2 separate regions of the Mus musculus genome follow, and region 1 is linked to region 2. The links are chromatin contacts, called in public promoter capture Hi-C maps. All regions are on one chromosome and are shown on one strand. Each heading gives the region's core, a stretch centred on a gene start, on an enhancer-like site or on the middle of the called end of the contact. The rest is flanking DNA. Distances are from core to core; before and after follow the strand shown.

The links. Promoter capture Hi-C pulls out the DNA fragments that hold promoters and counts their contacts.
Region 1: a promoter capture Hi-C map of liver shows a contact between it and region 2, with 3 times the contacts expected there. The contact joins the promoter of Lbp here to the promoter of Scand1 in region 2. A contact is called at or near these places in 2 of 39 promoter capture datasets (both in liver).

The regions. Positions count from the first base shown.
Region 1 is chr2:158,304,081-158,310,788 of GRCm38.p6, reverse strand. Lbp (lipopolysaccharide binding protein) reads right to left here and starts at 4,296. Exons shown (of 15, transcript NM_008489.2): 1 at 3,996-4,296; 2 at 1,994-2,108; 3 at 1,060-1,188. The coding sequence starts at 4,119.
Region 2 is chr2:156,307,312-156,314,342 of GRCm38.p6, reverse strand. It overlaps Scand1 (SCAN domain-containing 1), which reads left to right and starts at 1,639. Exons shown (of 2, transcript NM_020255.3): 1 at 1,639-1,841; 2 at 1,941-2,497. The coding sequence starts at 1,995. The coding sequence ends at 2,423. Cnbd2 (cyclic nucleotide binding domain containing 2) reads right to left here and starts at 1,870. Exons shown (of 13, transcript NM_027585.2): 1 at 1,544-1,870. The coding sequence starts at 1,810. It overlaps Phf20 (PHD finger protein 20), which reads right to left. Exons shown (of 18, transcript NM_172674.2): 18 at 4,390-7,031. The coding sequence ends at 6,907.

The DNA of each region.
Region 1 (6,708 bases), core at 3,047-5,546, 2.0 Mb before region 2:
GACACTGCAGGTCTTAGGAGCAGATGTGACCAGACCACCAGGCTAAGACTGGCCAGCTCTTCCTCCCTGGGCTGAACTGTGTCCTCAAGTGCACGTGTTAGAGCCACGCCCCCGTACCTCTTGGGAGTGACTTCACATGGAGACAGCCCCTTTGGAGAGATTAATAGAGGCACGGAGGGCGGGTCCTCATAGGACAGTGGTTCTCAACTGTCCTAATGCTGTGACTCATTAATACAGTTCCTCATGGTATAACAACCCCCAGCCATAAAATTATTTTCATAATTGTAATTTTGCTATTTTATTACGAATCGTTATGTACATATCTGTGTTTCCCAATGGTCTTAGGTGGCCCTTGTGAAACACATTTACTGCCCCAAAGGGGTCACAACCCACAGGTTGAAAACCACGGTCATAGGCAGTCAAGATACAAGAAAGGAGAGACCAGAGCGGTCAAGAGCCCACATGGAAGTGTGGCAAGCACAAGCCATGTTCAGGCTGAGGAGAGAGGCCTGCTGCCTCCTTCACCTTCACCTTCTGACCTCTACAGCTCTTAAGTCACCCATGTGTGTGTCTTCATGGGGCTACCTCATCTAAGGGCTGGAATGCTAATGGCCCCGAATAGCCCGTGATGCAGGGCAGAGGAAGGAGGGTGAGCAGGCTGAGCTAGGGTCACTGATGAGCTGTCTCCCAGTCCTGCGCCATGAGCTCTGACTGTCCCTAAGCTTACAGCTCCTGGTCAGGGCCTCTCTCTGAGGGAGAGCACAGACAGCCACTTCCCAAGGACAGCTCTACCTCATGGGAGTCCCAGCCTTAGGATCTAGATCTGTGTGCAAACAGGCCAACGTGGTCTCACTAAGTTTACTCAGAGCCCTCAGGGAAGCAGGACTGTCCCCTTAGAAGATGTGGAATCTAGAGAGAAAGAAACTCGGGACTCGGACTCCGGCCCCCACTGGGGCCTGGGTTACACCTGTCTGTCCATCATGTGGTCTTTCTGATGACCCAGGAAGAAGGAACAAAGGCCAAAGTCATGGGCCCAAGGGTAGATGGAACTTAACTTACAGGAAGGATTTGCGCACCTTCCATTTGCCTCGGACACCGATGGAAGAGTCAGAGATGGCGAGACTCAGGCCCTGGCCTGGGAGCAGCTTCAGAGAGGAGCCACGCAGCTCACAGTTCTGAATCTCCAGGCTGTAGGGAGAGAGGAGGGAGGCATCAGGCTGGTGCCCGGACACAGCTTCCCTGGAACCACGCTTCCTGTCACTGCCTTGTCTGGCACAGCACCAGGCTCCCTGACTTTCAGAGTTCTTTCTAACCCTGGCAGGCCTCAGACAACCCTCCTCACATCGCTGGGACCCTGCAGCAGGCTGGCACTGGGCTCACCCCCTTTTCACAATAGGGGACTACACTCTGAGAAATGGGCTCAGTGGCTTGCAGGATTGGGCCCTGTGATCCTCAGTGGCCTGTGACAGTATCCTGGCGAGGGCCCATAGGCATACTGTGTCAGATGGCAACTCAGTGCTTCTCTTGCCTAGGAAGGGGGCCAGATTTAAGAAAGCCTGTGATAGCCCTCAGAGGAGACTGGGAGGACCCAGGGCTGCCCATAGGAAACCACCAGGTCCCAACCTTGAAAACTCAGCTTAGGTGCTCCCTCCTCTGGGAAGCCTTCCCTGATTGCACCATCCACAAAAGGCAGTGTTAGTGTTCAGGACACTTCATTTTAAGTTCTAAGCCTATCTTCCCTTCCAGGTCACTCAAAGTAGCCAGGTCCTGAATTAACACCCTGAGGGAGAGGGCAGCATCAATCAGTTCCATTATACAGATGAGGAAACTGAGACTCAGGCCACACACTCAGGAGGCATTCACACTGCTGTGTGTTGAATGCAGGGATCCAGCTCCCCCTGAGAAAGCCCATCTGAAGCCCCCCCCCCCCCCCACTGCCTGACCCAAGAGGTTTCCAGGTCCCACTCCTGGGCTTTGTCCCCTCTCCAGTCACCTATGAAACTCGTACTGCCCACGACCCACGGCCTTGATCTTGAAGTCCCCGCTGAAGTCCGGTAGTGTGATCTTGTACAGCTCTCTCTGCAGAGCCACCAGCCCCTCCTTGGCCGCTGCAGACAAGGAAAAACTGAGGTCAGTCTGGCCACCATGCCTCTTGCCCTGTGCTCCAAATTCTTCAGTTGCTCCCATCATCCCTGGCTAGAGAAGCTTTCTGCCGGCAGTCACAGCACAGGCTGCGGAGCCCACTCACACCAGGCAGCACAGAAGGCAGGAGGTACACATCGCCTCCTGCAGGGTTGTCAGGGGGTGGGCTCATTTTACAGGCGAGAACAGAGAGGCCTTTACCAACTACATGCCAAGAAAAGGCGTGCTGAGTGCCTGGGTGTGGCCCTCTTTTTTGTCCTCCTTAGTACTAGGTCTGTGTAGACATCACTGGAGAATTTCAGGGCTAGAATCCTGCCTGTGGCAGTTTTCTAACCAAGTGGCTTTGAACAAGTTCCCAGGCATCACTTTCTCATGGGCGTTATGGAGCCCAGAGCCTGGCCTGTCGAGCAGAAAAGGCGCTCGCAGCTCGTGGCTGGCATACAGTAGATGTTCAGTTAATGCCCAGAACAACAAAGGAGGGTTAATGTTACTAAAAGTGTGGAAAGAACCACACAACCAGCACTGGGTGCCCACACTTGGCACATGTGCCCAGGGAATGGGGCAGAAGACAAATGTCCCTGACTTGGGGTTCCCAAACAAATGCTATTTGTGGCCCCGCTCTGTGTCCTGATAGGAGTCTGCACCCAGCCAGGCAGTGCACACAGGTCACTAGTGACATCCATTTTCACCCTTTTCAATGAGACCTCCTCTTTAGGGTGTATATGGCAGGATCCCTCTGATGGAACGACACCCTTTGTCCCTGGCTAGTTCTTATTGCTGGTTCTACTTTGCCTCCCCCTGGAAGCCCTCCCTGATTTTCCCTTCTGTCCATAGCCTGTTTTAGATCCCACTATCCCTACTCAACTGAAGCAGTGTTATGACCTCCATTAGATTAGGCAATGGAGGCTCTACCGAAGTGATAGGTCTGGGCTGTACAAACATCCCAGCTCCCTCACCCCTTGGACACGATAATTCTGTGTCACTCTCAGTAGCTTGTTAAATACCTTTTCTTAGTTTGTCAAGTTGGATCAAGCCTGGTGTTGCAGAAATGGAACCCAGGCTACTTTAGGAGGCTGAGGCAGGAGAATCACAAGTTCAAGACCTGCCTTACCTATAGTGTGAGTTCAAAGCTAGCCTGGGTAAGTTAGGGAGTTGCTGTCCAAAATTCAAAAACAAAAAAGAGAAGGTGCAGCTGCGGCCATAGCTCTGTGATGAAGTACCTGCCTAGCATGTGCAATTCCCAGGACAGCAATACATGAACATTTAAAAAGGAAGGGAGGAAGGAAGGAAGGAAGGAAGGAAGGAGGGAGGGAGGGAAGTTGGGAGTGACATGCATAAAGGTACCTAAGGAGTGCTCACCTTGAAGCAATCACTGATCAATAAGTTTTAATGTTTGGTAAGTCACATGACTGCCACTCAGATGCCAAGGGGGCACATCCCATCCCCGTCCGTAGCCTTGCTTGGCCCTCCCAGTCTCTAACTGCCTTCACTTAGGATTTGTGGTTTTAGGTGATGGTTTCAAATTCCACCAAGACTCTTCCAAAGAACTGGTTCCAGCTGCTGTGTGGGGCTGTTTACCTCGGCTGTCTGCCTTCTCTTCCCAGCCTATCTGCCCACTGCTACCTGCTTATCTCTCTTACCTCCTGCTTCAGCTGCTGGACCCCAAACCTTCCCCCCAGCCCTCAAAATACAAGCTATGGGCTGAGGTCACATATCTGGAGAGTGACCAGCCAGATGGCAGCTATTGCCACATACCCGTATAGCAGACTCCCTACCAGAGGGACAATGCCCTTCACATCCAGGCTGTGCCTGGTGTCCCGCCTCCTTGGCCAGCCTATATTATGGCTTCTTACCGTAGGCCAGGCCCTTGTCGGTGATCCTGGCCACCACACCGGGGTTGACACCGCCAGTTCCCTGTATGGACAGGAACAGCAGCCCCAGCAATGTAGAGAGCAGAGGTCCAGTCCCAGCCTTCATCCTGGATGCTCCGTGGGGGAGTGAGGACTGTGACAGAGTGGGCTGGCTCTGGTGTTCTTAACTAGTCAAGGCCCAGGGCTAGGGGGCGGTTCTTGAGGGAGGGCGGGCTCCTGGGAGCAGGAAAGAGAGGCCCAGGGAAAGAGAGGCCCACTGACTGGAACCCTCTTGCGACACCACAGGGGTGGGAGGTGGGGGGTGGGGGAGGGTCATTGTTGTGATCACTGCACAGGTTAGGAGGGCAGGCCTGGTGCCAAGGGGATAAGCCACTCCCATTCTCCCCTGCATGGAGAAGGGGGAAACCCCACACTCTCTGGAGGTTCTGCATTGCCTCTGCCAACCTTCTTGACTCTCTGCTAGGAAGGCCTGGTGTCACAGACAGGAATTTGAGGTTCACTCAGGGTCACAGCCCAGCCCATGAAAGCAGGAAGGAAAAGTAGGATTGTCTTCCCCTGCTCTCCGTTCTTTTAACTGTTTGTTTAAATAGGGACTTCTCCTCCCAACCTTGCAATGGGATAGCTGTCTGAACAGCAGCTTGGCATATCTTTCCAGCACCACGCCAAACCAAACACCACCCGAAAGCTCTCAGAACATCCTGATGCCCCATGACCCTAGCTGGAACTTGCTGTACATAACAGTCCGAGTTCTAATGTGTCAGCTGCCTTGCGCTGCATGACCCGGGCAGAGGAGTGAGCACCGGCTAAGGCGGCAGGGGAGAGGGACGGTGCCTGTCTTCTGAGAGTTGGGCTTGGCCGTGTCACCCTTCCAATTCTGCTTTCTCTTTTACCTTTTGTGAGGATCACGTGTGCCCCGTTTCCCTGCATTCTAGAAAATTCTTCTGTTTCTCTTTTCTTTCTCTCTCTCTCTCTTCCTTCCTTCCTTCCTCTCTCTCTCTCTCTCTCTTTTTTTTTTTTTGAGATGGGGGAGGGGGGTCTTCCTATGTAGCCCAGGTTGGTCTTGAACTCTTGATCCTCTTCAAGCCCTTTCTACTTTCCCAGTGCCAGGATTCTAAATGCAGCTTATGATAAAGATGTTGCCCGATAAGCACTCTAAGGTTTACAGAATAGAGAGCCTCAGGGACCCTCGCACTACACCAGAGCATGCAGTGCCTGTCCTCTTTAGCCTTTCCTCCTGAGTATAAACTAACACAACTCCCCTGAACTGCCCCGAGGGTTGACACGGAAAAGCCCTAAGCATGTAAAGCTAATGCACGCAGGAGGCAGAGGCTCTGTGGAATAATACTAAGGCATGAACAAAGCACCCATGCATGTGAGGCCAAACTGAAGCGCTCCACAGCCAGAAAGTAAGAGGAAAATAAAAGTGACTCACACCCAGGGCCATGAAAACTGCGAGAAATGGGTAGCCTTCCTGCCCACAGTCTAGTCTGTTCTCTCCCTGTGAAACCTCTTTGTGTTGAACATGTTGAAGCTTTGAGGGTTAGAGCTCCCTGGACTATCCAGGTTGCCAGCCCTTGAATAAACCTGAATAAATCTCACCTGCCAGCTCTCATCTCTCAAGGACCAGCTTCCAAGAGGCAGAGGGCAGCATCTGGGTCTGGTTTGGTGACAAAACTGCAGGAATAAGTGGGACTTGCCATTCCTAATGACACTATTGAAGGGCTCTATGCCTTTGGTCAAAGTCAAAATTGTCAAGAAGTTATGGAGGGCTGTCTCTGCTTAGGAGGGAGGATTGTGGGTATTTGTGGCTCAAGATCTAACTGTGTGGTAGAATGAGTTCTCAGCACACACAGGACATGTAACTCTGTAGCTTACTGGGCACTGAGATGTGGTCCTGGAGATTTGTATGTTTGTAGTAAGTAAAGATAATAAAATTCCAAAGCAGAAAACAAGATTTACAGTAGGGATGGGCCTGTGTTTTCAGCTTTTGCCCATAATTTCCAGTAATTTCAAACTTTGTTCCACCCTTGGCTCCGGGAACCCTTCCCTGACCACTCCCGTGTTTTCCTGAGATCCCAGAGTCCCTTGCACATCTTCCCCAGCGTGACATTAACCACATTCTGCTTTGTGGTAACAGAGGTCACTTAGAAACATGCTTGCAGATTCTTCGCTCCTCTTCATCAAAAGTGAAGACTGGGGCTGGAGAGATGGCTCAGTGGTTTAAGAGCACTGGCTGCTCTTCCAGAGGACTAGGGTTCAATTCCCAGCACCCACATGGCAGCTCACAGTCATCTGTTCACACCGGTCCCAGGGGATCCAGTGCCCTCTGCTGGCATCCTCAGATACCACACACAGATGGTGCACAAGACATAATAGATACAGGAAAAATAATTATACATATTAAAACATTTTCAAAAAATTAAAGATGGAGCCTGTTCACTTCCCATGAACTTGGGGTGCCTCAGTAACTTCATCAGACTGAATGGGAAGGGAATAATGATGTGACACGCAGGAAAGACTGGAGGCAGTGGGGTACTGTGTGCATGTGCAGCACAGGTCACCCCACAGGACTGCCTGCTCCATGTACCATGTTGTCCTTGTCACGGGGACAGAGGGTTGTGGAGGCCTTTGTCCCTGGGTCCTCAAGCCTGGTTATTTCCAGGTATGTCTTTTACTGTGTGGCCACAGCTAAGCA
Region 2 (7,031 bases), core at 390-2,889:
ATTTCTGAGTTCAAGGCCAGCCTGGTCTACAGAGTGTGTTCCAGGACAACCAGGGCTATACAGAGAAACCCTGTCTCAAGAAAAGAAGAAGAAGGAGGAGGAGGAGGAGGAGGAGGAGGAGGGGAGAGGGGGAGGAGGGGGAGGAGGAAGAGGAGGAGGAGGAAGAGGAGGGGGAGGGGGAGGAGGAGGAGGAGGAGGGGGAGGAGGAGAGTGCCAAAGTTAGTATGAGGCCAAGCAGAGCAATTCAGTCAGAAGCCAAGAGAAGCTGAATGAACCCGGTCATTCTGGAAGACTTAGTTGTCCGGAGGAGGATAGAAGCCTAGAACTTCGTGGGCTGCCCAGAGCTGTGGACTCACAATGCTTGGGTACCACGCTCATCTCATCCCATCATCCCAAGCATCCTTACCAACCGCTCCATCTCCCTAGCTCTGAAAGCTCTGTCTTTTCCAGAGCTTGATTTACTCCACCTGACAACTGTGAGGCAGGCACTATTTATTGCTGGGGGTGTTAAAGCAAAGAAAAGATGTTTCCTGACACCTGATTCCGACACTCTAGACAGCAGCTAGTCAACAAAGATATACTATAAACTGTATGTGTAATTTAAAAATTTCAAAGTAGTTGTATTTTAAAAGTAAAAAGACACAGGTAAAATTTAATAATATAGTTTATTTGACCCCCATATATACAAAATTACATAACATACTCAAATATGTAATAAATACAAAATATTTTTCTTTTCCTACAGACACATGCGTAATTCTACATTTTAATACATCTCAATTTCGGGGTATTTACCTTTCAAAGATTCAGTAAATACAAGAAGCTAATGGCCACCATCTGGGACATCGTTAATTACAGTTTACTTATTAAACTTTTTTCAAAGATGTATTTACTTATTTTATGTATTCACCGCTGTTCTTTTCAGACACACCAGAAGAGGGCATCAGAGCCCATTGTAGATGTAAGCCACCATGTGGTTGCTGGGAATTGAACTCAGGACCTCTGGAAGAGGAGTCAGTGCTCTTAACTACTGAGCCATCTCTCCAGCCCCCCACTTATTAATCTTAAAGTTAAAGTAGTACCCACTGAATCTCTTTCTCTTGGTTTTCGAGGACAAGCAAAAACAATGACAAAGAAGCCCTGAGCACTTGTTTGGGGGCAGGAAAGTCTGAAGACTCTTGCCCAAATACTTTGTCCTTCTCAAAATAAAGTGAAATCAATTGCACCTATGCAGGCGACAGTATATGTGTGTGTGTGTGTGTGTGTGTGTGTGTGTGTGTGTGTGTGTGTGTGTGTGTTTAATGAGATTCTCAGCTCAATTTATAGCTCAGGAGGTGTCCTTTAGCTCTAGGATTACGGGCTTGAGAGATCTTTTTAAAAGTAATTGGAGCCCCTGTCCCGCTGTCCCACCCAGGGCATCCGCCCAAGCTCCGACAATCCCCTAGCCAACCATCACCCTCCTTTACCCAGGACTGTCAGCGCTACCCCCAGATCCTGCCTGGTCAAGTAGGGACCAGCATCTACCCTAGGAGGCGCAGGTCACCTGCACGCCAGGGCGGTCCTTCGGTTGGGGTGTCTCCGCCTTTATCTCCTTAATCGAGGCCGGACTCTCCTTGTCTTCCTCTGATCTGGAATCCGATCCCGACTCAGATTTCGACTCTGTCGTGTCCGACTTGTCCGCCGGCTCCAATGGGGACCTTGCAGTGCCGCCATCCTTAGTGTCAGTAGAGCTGATGTCTACGGACTTCCCCAGATCAAACTTCACGTGACTGGTAGAGGAGGCGGCTTCCGGATTCGCGGATCGGTTCATTTCCGGCCACCGAGGAGCTTCGCGGGTCGAGGTAAGCTGGGCTTGCCCGCAGCCTGTCCTGAGTCCGCGTCCCGCTGGGGTGCCCGGGCCCTGCCCTTCAGCGGCCCTCTGTTACCTCCTTCCGGTGCAGACGCAGGCGAGGCGCCGGACTGCGAAACAAAGGGGGACGCCAACAGCCGTAGTCATGGCGGCGCCGCAGCCCAGCCAGGACCCCCAAAGCCCCGCGGCGCCTCCCGAGCAGCAGGAAGGAGCCGGCGACTGTGCGGCCCCGTCGCCCGATTCCGGGAGCTCCCCGGCCCCGGAGCTCCCCGGCGCGCCCGCAGCTTTGAACACGGCGCCCTACGCTGACGCCGCCCTGCGGCCCGGAGCCTCTCGGCCCGGCCCCGAGACCTTTCGCCAGCGCTTCCGGCAGTTTCGCTACCAGGACGCGGCCGGGCCCCGGGAAGCCTTCCGGCAGCTGCGGGAGCTGTCCCGCCAGTGGCTGCGGCCGGACATCCGCACCAAGGAGCAGATCGTGGAGATGCTGGTGCAGGAGCAGCTGCAGGCCATTCTACCGGAGGCGGCCCGGGCTCGGCGGCTGCGGCGCCGCGCGGACGTGCGCATCACCGGCTGAGCGGCGGAGCCTGGGGCTCCCTGGACTGACACCCTACCCCTGAGTTAATAAAAGTTGAATTTTGACAGCTCCCATGTCTGCTGTGTCTTGCGTTCGTTCTTTATTTATTGGGTTTATTTTACGAACTTGTTGCCCACCTTTCCAGCTGATAGCTAGAGGATTCTGGGAACCTGTAAGATTAAGGCTTTTGATTAGCTATTCCTGGACCACTGCATTTGCGCGAAGCTGTGCCCTTAGGCAGGAAATCTACCTAGATCTAGACCACATTCAGTTTTTCTAAACCTGCATGAGTTTTGTTTTGCAAAAGGCCATGTTAATGAGGTTTCAGTTTTCTAGCCTTCTATTCTCCCCTCTGCCTCACACTATCTAGTATCCGAGCTTCAGCAGATGGCAGTACACAGCGGTTTCGAAGCTGAGCAGTAAAATAACTGGCCCTATTAAATGCTTTATTTAGTTGGTTGTTGTGACTCATACTTTAAACCTCAGCACTCAGGAAGCAGAGGCAGGAGGGTCTCTGAGGCCAGCCTGGTTTTTACATAGTGTGTTCCAGCCAGGGCTATGTAGACCCTCTCAAAAACAAACTCAAGCAACAGAACTGATATTGCCAAGGAAAGCGAACTCTCGTTTCACTTTATGCTTAAAGATCAGTAACTGGAATCAGTACAACTGGACAACAGTGTTTTCCCAGTAATCTTGTTGGAAATAGCCTCTTCTTCCAACGGTTACCTGGTAAGTTTTTTTTTTGAAAACAGCTTTTCTCAGTTTTTCTTTTGAGAAGTTGATGTGTACTTTACATAATTTCCACTTAACTTCTCCATCTCATATGACCTCTACTTTCACATTTGTTAGACACACACACAGAGTATCCAGTGTCCTGTGACAGGGACTGAGAAGGCTCGGCATGTTTCCTTGCCTTAACCTATATGGGTCAGGGCCTCCTGTCTTTCTATATACACGTGTTGGTCATTTGAGAAATGTTTTGCATAAAACTATTTAGCGTTCATGACCTTAAAAACAAACCAATGGCCATGACGGAAATGTGTATCATGAAAAGACGCCTCGGACTTCGGACTCCTTGACACCGATGCCCATTCCTCTCCTTTATCAGCCTCTCATGAACTTCCTCTGTGAGAGAACTCCCTGGAGTGAGGCACACTTGTGAGCAAGACTTCCCTCTCTGCCCCATTTTTTAAACCAATGAGTAAACTCCTCAATCTCCAATGTTCCACCTGCTCAATGGTTTCCCCCGGGATGAGCCTGGAATGCATGAGTAATACGAACTTACTGTGAGGCTCCTGTTTGAATTTTGCAATGAAATGAAGACAACCAGTTTTGAGGATTCTGCCCAGGCATGGGTGTTAGTTGAGGGGTAGTTCAGGTCTATAGGAAGCCTGGGTTTGTTGAACGCAGTAGGTAAGTCTCAGTCTAGGGAAACAGCCTGTCCTGCCTTGCACTGTGTCCAGCAACCAAAAATGCAGTAAACCTGCAGCTTCCACTGCAATGTGTGAGCCACACTTGAACTCAGGACCTTCAGAAGAGCAGTCAGTGCTCTTAACCGCTGAGCCATCTCTCCAGCCCCCGGCACTTTATTTTTTAAGACAGGGTTTCTCTATGTAGCCCTGGCTGTCTCCGAACTCGCTCTGTAGACCAGGCTGGCCTCAAGCTCACCATAATGCATAAAACATTTAATCCTTGCTGGGTTATGGTGGTATACTCGGAGACCAAGACAGGATCATTTTAAGTTTGAAGCCCAACTTTGGGTTGCATAAGCTCAAGGCCAGCCTGGACTACATTGCAAGACTTTGTTTAAAGAACAACCAGGTGTGGTGGTACAGGACTTTAAAACCAGCACTTGGAACAGAGACGGGATTTCTGGGAGTTCTAGGCCAGTCAGGGCTATATAGTGAGACTAAACTAAACCAACAAAGCCCACAACCTTTTATACTTCAGTAATGTGACTGACACATAGCAACAAGAACCTGTTTTTATTTTTCCAGATACAGAAGTTTGCATGTTTTGCAAATATTGCTTGAAAGCAACACTCATATGTACAGTGCCTTCTGTCTAATAGCGTGTAAACACAGATACGTATCCACAGTGCAATGTTGGCTCAGCCAGGATCCACCTTGCATACATACTAAAGAATGACTGATCAAACCAGAACTGTTTTGTCAAGGTGACTTTCTATAGGTGGATAGGTTTTTTTAACAGACAGAACATAGGTAGTGCACATCTTTCTAAATGATAACATTGTTTGCAACAGATTCCAGTGCTCCAACTTAGGGGTGAATTCACTTTGACCCAGGAACTGGGAGTGGAGCCCCTCAACATGGCTTTAAGTTAGGGAAGAACTGAGGTTATCAGAATATGGGGTTTCTGCTTTGTTTCCCTAAAAACAAGTAATAATGAAACCAGATTATGTCCTTTACAAAACCTAAATGATAAACCCAGTAAGGACCACACGGCAAGATTAGCATCATTCAGTTTCTGCTTCCTTCTTTGAACCACACAAAACTGACTGCCTTCAAGGTTACAGCTTCCCCAGATGTGATACTTAAGAGTAGTTACATAAAAAGAAAAACCTCAATTTAAAATCCTTTATTACATTTGTGTGTATGTGTGTCACAGAACAACTTGAAGGTGTCAATTCTCTCTATTCGGTCCTGGGTCTTGAACTCAGGTCAGCAGGCTTGGTGGCAAGCACCTCTCCCAACTAAGCCACTTTGATGGCCCCAAATTAGTATCTAACAATCATCATACCTCACACAGTTGTAGCTTTAAGTATCTTGTTTCTTTCCCTTTCAGACAATCATCATACAAGTCTCAAAATGTAGCTCTATGATAAATTATCCAGAACCGTGATGGCATGTGTACTCTTGGAGCACTTCTTCCCACAAGAAGACATCAATGTGAGCAGTGGGAAGCAGCCTCTTGTAAGGGACTGTGTTGGCTTAATTACACATCACACATTCCCTAAGCTATGCCAGGTCACCTCATGCTTGCTCCACAGCACATTTTGTATCAGATGGTGAACAGATCTTTAGATAAGGGCATTCATTCCCTGAAGCTTCTCTGTACACAAGCCTGAATTTATGGCCATGATGGCCTGTTAGGCCTGAAACTTAACCATTCCTAAGGCAGCGAGAGGTGCTGCTGTTGGTAGCTACCGACATTGGCTCCTTAATGTTTACATAGTAAATATTTGCAGCCTAGAACATTACAGATTACAAAACTGATAATGAATCTGTGGATGTTGATGAATAAATCAAACAAAGTTTACCGTTAGTGATACAAAAACTGGTGAAAATGAAGTCCTCACAGCACGGAACCTTTTACATTTCACCTAATAAGATAAAACCAAGCAAACAACATAGCAATGACACATGGAACCAGAACCTGCGAAACAAGAAACAACACAAACATCTCTGTGAAGGTACAAAGAGGTTGTACCTGGACCATAAGCAGCATAATTACCTTCATCTCATAAAGTAACACAGACGGGGAATTGAAAGAGTGGAGTGGCTGGAGTGGCGACTGCTACCCCAGCCTCCAGGGAGGAGGGAAACAAGCAACAGAGTTGCAAGTTTGCGGATGAGACATAAAGTAAGGTAATTCCCACCTTCTTTGTAACAAATCTTTACAGTAAAAGAGTTCGAAAATTTTGGGAAACTTTTTTTCATAACTTTAAATAGAACTGGGAAGCAGTTGAAATTAGTAAGTGGGTAGAAAATGCTGTCCTTTGGGTTCCAGCCCCTGACTGCTTCCTCCTGGAATTCCTTGTAGATTCTCATTACATCAAGATTCTAGCTCCTCCTTTAGCAGTTTCACTTGGCTGCTGAAGCCCTGTACAGCCCAGCTGACTCTGGAGTGAAAACATAAAACCTTGTCCCTGGTACCGTGAAGCCATGCAAGAGACGAGGTGAGAAAATGGAAGTCTTGAGGAAGCAGAGCAGTAAGGACCCAGCCTTCAAAAAACTGCACGGCACAGTGAAGTCCCAGCATTCCAGTGAGGCTAAGGGATGAAAGCGGTGGGTGCCTGCTGCCCACACGACACACCAGGCAGAGAAACCGGAGGGGTTGGCACATGCCTCTACCTGACTCAAAAGTCAATTAAATAAACTGCAAATCGAATTTACAACTGTTTCCTACTAGGTTTTTATTTTTTTTGGCTCTCATTTTGTTTATCATCAGTGGCACGATTCCAATTGAAGATGTGCAAAGACTTGCTTCGTTCAACGATGTGCACAGAATGGGATTCTAAGACTATGTGCTGCCTTTGCAGTTGGCTTCCAGATCAAGAGAGCCCTGTCCTCCAGCAGCCAAAATGGTCTCTTTGTCCCCATGTCCATCACACTCCTGGCCAAATCCCTGAAGTCAGTCAGTGTCACGTGCATCCAGCATGCTAAGTTTATTTACTTAAATATGCGAAGCTCCCCTGGCAGAGGTGCCAGGCCTGTGCTCCAAATGTCTTGAGTGGCCAATTTCATGTCGAGCAGCAGAGGGCGATCTGCTGCACCTTGCCCAGGTCAGTCAGCAGCTGCTTGATGCAGTGCTTGAGCTGCGGAAGCCTGGCCAGTGGCTCTGGGGGCTCCAGCTCCCCAGTGTAGT